Regions from separate parts of the Mus musculus genome. Here region 1 is linked to region 2. The links are chromatin contacts, called in public promoter capture Hi-C maps. All regions are on one chromosome and are shown on one strand. The core of a region is the stretch at or near the end of the contact, and the rest is flanking DNA. Distances in the headings are between cores, read along the strand shown.

Region 1 (3,061 bases), core at 461-2,960, 540 kb after region 2:
ATTCTTGGGTTGCCAGCACTAGCTTGGCCAGTGTGCTAAGTGGAAGGCAGTTAATCTAGATGCATGAAGACAACTCTATCGTAACCTTGGGGCTGGGTAGAAACTTCTTAGTTTCTTGTAGCTGGCACTCCGTTTGTGGTGTGGGATAGGACTGCATCAGTTTCAGGATTTGACTGGTGGACTAACATTGACCTCTTTAGAGCCCTCTCATTCTGGGATGCTGAGGTCCCCCCCACCTGCTAGCTAAGTCCAAATCTATGGTGGAAGAAAAGTGGTGATGAGATCAGAGCTTTCATCCCCATGACATGGGTAGGCTATCCCATGGTATGGACAGCCATCAGTGTGCTGCCCACGAGAGTTCTAAGAGGTGTCACTTTACAGACAAATGGAGCAGGCAATCCCACCACCAGAAATCTATACACTGCCTAGAAAGGGACAGCAGTGTAGTGAAGGGTCAGAAGTGGCCTGAGATGCACCCAGCATCCAACTTTAAAGCCACTGAACCTCCCAGTTCAGACATTTACCCCATGTTTTCTGTGTGGCTCTCTGAACAACAACAACACACACACACACACACACACACACACACACGTCACTTTATCCCTCAGACCCCCTCATCTGCCTAATCAGCTTCATAGTCTCACCATTCCCACCCAGTCCTTTCATCATCCTCTGGGCATAACCTGTACCAAAGTCAATTCTTCGTCCTCCCATCTAATGTGCTGTCATGACTAGGAATTGGGTCTGAAAGTCAGCCTTGGCTAGCCAGTGAAACCCATACCTAAACAACAACAACAACAAAACCTTCAGTCACAGCTACCCCAGAGTCCATACAATGTGAACAGCCACAGAATCTACTGTCAAGTGGCTGATGACTATAGGAAATAGTTAAAAACAAACAACAACAACAACAACAAAAAAACGTGATTTGTTCCCCAGTTCTGTTGTCTTAAGCCTTGTTGGGGCCCCACACGAAGTCAAGCTGTAGTGCTTAGGGACTAGTTGTATGCTGCTGTTCAAAGTACTCTGACCAATCTGTTGCCACTGGGTACATCTTGGCTCCAAGCAAAGAGGCCTTTCTGTGGTTGCTGCGTTGTACTTGTAGGTTGTCCTGAAGTATATATTGGCCATACGTGGTCCCGAGGTACTTGTCCATAGCCTCCGACCAGAGTGTCCCAGTTAGCCTACTGCTTCAGACTTGGCAGGGGAGATTCCTTTTACAGACAGATCAGCATTGCTCAGTAGATAAGCACTAGTCCCTAGGAATTACTAAAGCAAAATGTCACCATGGAGACATTAGCCAGAGCTTGACAGAGTGGCCCTGCCCTGGGCTGGGACTGGTACAAGCGGCTAAGGACCATGCTTCCGGTCAGGACAGATCTCCTTTATGTCTAGACCGACTGAGTGGTGGGTTGTCCTGCATTCAGGTCACAGCTGGAGGGACAGCGGTTCCAGAGCAGTTTAAAGCAGGATGGAGGGTGCAAATCTTAAATGGAGCACCAAGAGGACACGTGTTAAAGAGACACGGGATCTCAGTAGCTCCTGCTTTCCAGGTCTCATTTTGTCTGGAGTGGCCCAGGCTCATGAGTTCTCTCCCGGGCTAGGGTCCGCCTGCGGCCTCCCGCAACTAGCTCCTAGGACTCGGGCACCCGCCCCTCTCCCCGCCCCACAACGTGGGCCCGCCCTCGCGCCTGTATCAGGGAGGGGCGGGGAGAGAAGAGCGGCCGGGCGGGACATCCGGCCCTGGTCCCTGCCTGCACCCCGGGAGCTGGCCACCCACTATCCCTCCCCTCCCGAGACCTCCAGCCCCTGCTGCAGTCACCTCCCCTGCAGCCTCGAGGTCGGCGAGGTCTGGCCGCAGCACCATGTTTCCCCGCCCTCTGACCCCACTGGCTGCCCCGAAAAGCGCGGAGACCCTGGGCCGCACGCCAAGGCGGGCCCCATTGGGCCGGGCCCGGGCTGGGCTCGGGGGGCCGCCCCTGCTGCTGCCGTCCATGCTGATGTTCGCTGTAATCGTGGCCTCCAGCGGACTGCTGCTCATGATCGAGCGAGGCATCCTATCGGAGATGAAACCCCTTCCCCTGCACCCTCCCAGCCACAAAGGCGCGGCCTGGAGCGGGACAGATCCTAAGCCTAGAGGCCTATCCTTGGATGCTGGGGACTCGGACTTGCAAGTGAGGGAGGACATCCGAAACCGGACCTTGAGGGCCGTGTGCGGACAACCAGGCATGCCCCGGGACCCCTGGGACTTGCCGGTGGGACAGCGGCGCACCCTGCTGCGCCACATTCTCGTAAGTGACCGCTACCGCTTCCTCTACTGCTATGTCCCCAAAGTGGCCTGCTCTAACTGGAAACGTGTGCTGAAGGTGCTGGCTGGCATCCTGAACAACGTGGATGTCCGCCTCAAGATGGACCACCGCAGTGACTTGGTGTTTCTGGCAGACCTGCGGCCTGAGGAGATTCGCTACCGTCTGCAGCACTACTTCAAGTTCCTGTTTGTGCGAGACCCCTTGGAACGCCTCCTGTCTGCTTACCGTAACAAGTTTGGAGAGATCCGAGAGTACCAGCAGCGATATGGGGCCGAAATTGTCAGGCGCTACAGGGCTGGAGCTGGCCCCAGCCCTGCAGGGGACGATGTCACCTTCCCAGAGTTCCTGAGATACCTGGTGGATGAGGATCCTGAACATATGAATGAGCATTGGATGCCTGTGTACCACCTGTGCCAACCATGTGCTGTGCACTACGACTTCGTGGGTTCCTATGAGAGGCTGGAGGCTGATGCCAACCAGGTGCTGGAGTGGGTGCGGGCCCCACCCCATGTCCGGTTCCCAGCTCGCCAGGCCTGGTACCGGCCAGCCAGCCCAGAAAGTCTGCATTACCACTTGTGCAATGTTCCACGGGCCCTGCTTCAAGATGTGCTACCTAAGTATATCCTGGACTTCTCCCTCTTTGCTTACCCACTGCCCAATGTCACCAAGGAAGCCTGTCACCAATGACAGTAGGCCAGCACCTTTTGGAGTTTGGGTTTAATGATATCAGCTTTGGGATGTCTTTCAGAGAA
Region 2 (3,210 bases), core at 343-2,842:
AACAATACTGGTGACGACATCTGACATTGTGGACCTGGATGACAAATACCTGGGGTTATTATAATGTTTCCTCTGCTTTTATGTTGAAAAAAATCCGTATTGAGTTTTTCTTTTGTAGTAGAAGAAGAGCAGTTGGAAACTGGAAGGATTTTAGAGATTAGTGTGGCCATATTCGTGATTTAGGAACTTTACTTTGGCTACAATAGGAAGAGCTGCTTAACATGGGGCAAGGATGAAGACGGCCGAATAGAGAGCCAGTGAAGAGGTGGTAAAAATGGGCTGCAGCTTAGGGGGAAACTGAGGACATGATGACAGTTTGAATGTGAGAGCTGAAAAAAAAAAAAAAAAGGCAGCACTCAACAAATATCTTCACTGTTTGTTGAGTTCTGCCATGTATCCAGGCAGGGGTCCCTGGAAACAGAACAGGTCTCCAGCTGAAGGAGGGAGGAGGTGGTTTCTAAAAGGCCTTTGTGTTACCTTGTCTGATCAGAGTGGTCTGAAGGTGAGATGCCTAAGTCAACATTACTAAGTGAACAAGATAGATGCAAACAAGATTGACAGAGACATGTCACCTAACCTAACTCGAGGCATGATAGTGCATTTTTTTTCTGAATTAAGCTACAGCAGGTAGACAACAAAGCAATAGCAATGTCTGAATAGATAGGTTACTTATATGCGTGAAAAAAAAATATGGTCAAATAGGGATGGTGGCACAGTCTCATGATCCTAGCGCTGAGAGGATAAAGTAGGAAGATTACTATGAATTCAAGGCCAGACCATGCTGCAGAGGGAGACCCTGACTCATATGGACACAAATACATCCCTTAAGTATGTAAAGTAGGGTGCAACATTTTACATGAATGTGAATGCTCAAATTTACATTAAATGAACTGGTCGGATAATTCTCTTTGTGGGATTTGAAAATGCAAGGAGAGAATTTCAGAGAGTCCAGAGAGCATGCATGAGACATTTAATTAATGATTCAAGGGTAACGAATGTGGGAAACAGGGTTTACGGTTTTTTCCTCCCAGTAGTCTCATTCTGGGAAGGTCAGGTAAGATAAACGATTTAACTCATGACTGCGCTCTAAAATTTTCCTCTCTCTAGCCAGGCAGGGTGAAGGAGTTCCAGCGCCTGTTTCTGCTACATACTTGTTTTGTGAAAACTAATATGTGTTGTCACTTTGACCTAAGAGACTGGCTCTCCAAAGTGTGTTGGCAATTCCTGACTCAATTTCTCCCCTCAGGAAGAAGGCAAAGCTTTCCCCTACTCTTGTTTTATTAGAAGTCTTGGGCCATGAGAAGTTGGAGCAAAACCCCGCCCACTGGCCTTCTCCGGAGTGGGCCAAACGAGTCAGCCGCGGAGAACCCCGCCTTCAGACCCGCCTCCTGGCCTAGGCTCCGCCCAAGGCCCTCTCACCTGCTCAGAGTCACGCCCCTAGGTCGGTCTTCAGCTCGAGACTCCGCCCCCAGGTTCGTCTCCCGCTGGAGATCCTGTCTTTAAAGCGCCTCCCCAGAGCAGAGCCACACCCCCTAGACCTGTCATCAGCTCGAGGCCCCTCCCCCAGACCCGACTCCGACTCGAGGCCCCGCCCTCAGTTCGGTCACGGCGCGGGCTGGAGCTCCCCTACCCACCCCAGAATCACCGCTACCTCGCCTAGGCCGCTGCGCCTGCCCCGGCCGCCATGGCTGGGGGCCGCGGGGCCTCTGGACGCGGCCGGGCTGAGCCACAGGAGAGCTATTCGCAGCGACAGGACCACGAGCTGCAGGCCCTGGAGGCCATTTACGGCTCGGACTTCCAGGATCTGCGGCCGGATGCGCGCGGACGGGTAGGAACGTGGTTGGTCTGGCCCGGTGTTCTCCAGTCTAGGAACCCAGCCAGACGCCTCCAGTCTGGGGCGACCACTTAGATCCTAAAGGCTTTTCATATTGCAGTTCCACTACCCTCACTTTCTGCCTCTGCGCCGCCACTGGTCTTGAGAAGGCAGCACCTGGCCTGAATTCTCTTTTTTCCCCGGTCGGGCTCCTCTCTCTGCTGTGCTTCTTATTCCCACTGACGTCCCCTAACCACCCTTCGTCCTTCCAACCATTCTTCCCCACACTGACTCGCCCCAGGCCTCGAGGTGGGTTGTGACTGCACATTCATAGTCACTCATTGCTACTTTGTGCTGGGGATGCTTAGGGGGCGTGGGTCCAGGTCTTGTGCTCTCAGCAAACAAACTCCCAGGTCACACTGTGTAAATCCCGTTTCCTGTGTGGAAGAACTTTTTGTACCTTCCTCCGAGACTTTTGAGGAATAGGTATAGAACATGTTTATTGTCGCTGTAATGCAGTGTTTACCGAGTTCTATTTAAAACATCACTTTCCTTTTTTGTGTGGAAGTTAAGCTGAGGGCAGTGACAGTCTCTCCCTATCCTTGAATAGTGTATCTGCCGAACTAAAATGTTCCTGAAGTTTGAAAGTACTTCTTTCCTCCATCTGCCTTACTTCTTTAACTCACAATGTCTGTCTTTTCTCTATATCTAGTATTTCTTTAGGAAAAGGCTTTACTTAAGCTGTCAGGGCCAAGATTCTCCCACTAAACCAATATACTTTTTAATTTAATGATTTAGACGCTAGGAACACAGTCATGGGTAAAACATGCACAAAACCCCTGCTGCCGGCGGGAAGCTTACTTTTTTAGGCCTTATTTGTAACTTTACATACAGTTATACATGCTTCTTGTAAATAGTAAGATAACCTACAGGTCATCTGGCAACTTCTCTGTTTCCAGGGAACCAGGAAGTAGGGCCTAGGCCACCAGAATAGTGTTACAGAATGTGCAGGGGACTCAGGGAGACCCAGCTGGCTTTTTTTTTTTTTTTTTTTTTTTTTAGTTTTTTTAGTTTTATGTTCCCAAGGTGCAGGAAAATGGAAGGAAAACCATCAGCCACTTTTAGGTAATGATACTGATAATCCTAAGAATTTACAGCTGATCCCAGTTAGCCCAGGAATTTACAGCTCACGGTGGCCTTTATAACCAAGAAGACTTAACCCAGAGATAGTGTAAAAGGCAGGTAGAGTTATTCAGTAGTAGACTCTGGCTCTGGATCACAAGCAATATCACCAACACTTTCTTTCATAGGCCTTTCAGGCAAATAATTGATGCTCAGTCTGATGAGTCAGAGGTTACGCTTTGAACAAGCTCTCATTAGCACCCGCTACTTGCCTT

The links. Promoter capture Hi-C pulls out the DNA fragments that hold promoters and counts their contacts.
Region 1: a contact with region 2 is called in a promoter capture Hi-C map of stem cell-derived epiblast-like cells, with 3 times the contacts expected there. The contact joins the promoter of Chst14 here to the promoter of Eif2ak4 in region 2. A contact is called at or near these places in 5 of 39 promoter capture datasets (the 3T3-L1 cell line, embryonic stem cells, hippocampal neurons and 2 more).

The regions. Positions count from the first base shown.
Region 1 is chr2:118,924,787-118,927,847 of GRCm38.p6, forward strand. Chst14 (carbohydrate sulfotransferase 14) reads left to right here and starts at 1,711. Exons shown (of 1, transcript NM_028117.3): 1 at 1,711-3,061. The coding sequence starts at 1,866. The coding sequence ends at 2,996.
Region 2 is chr2:118,387,025-118,390,234 of GRCm38.p6, forward strand. It overlaps Eif2ak4 (eukaryotic translation initiation factor 2 alpha kinase 4), which reads left to right and starts at 1,593. Exons shown (of 39, transcript NM_013719.3): 1 at 1,593-1,828. The coding sequence starts at 1,685.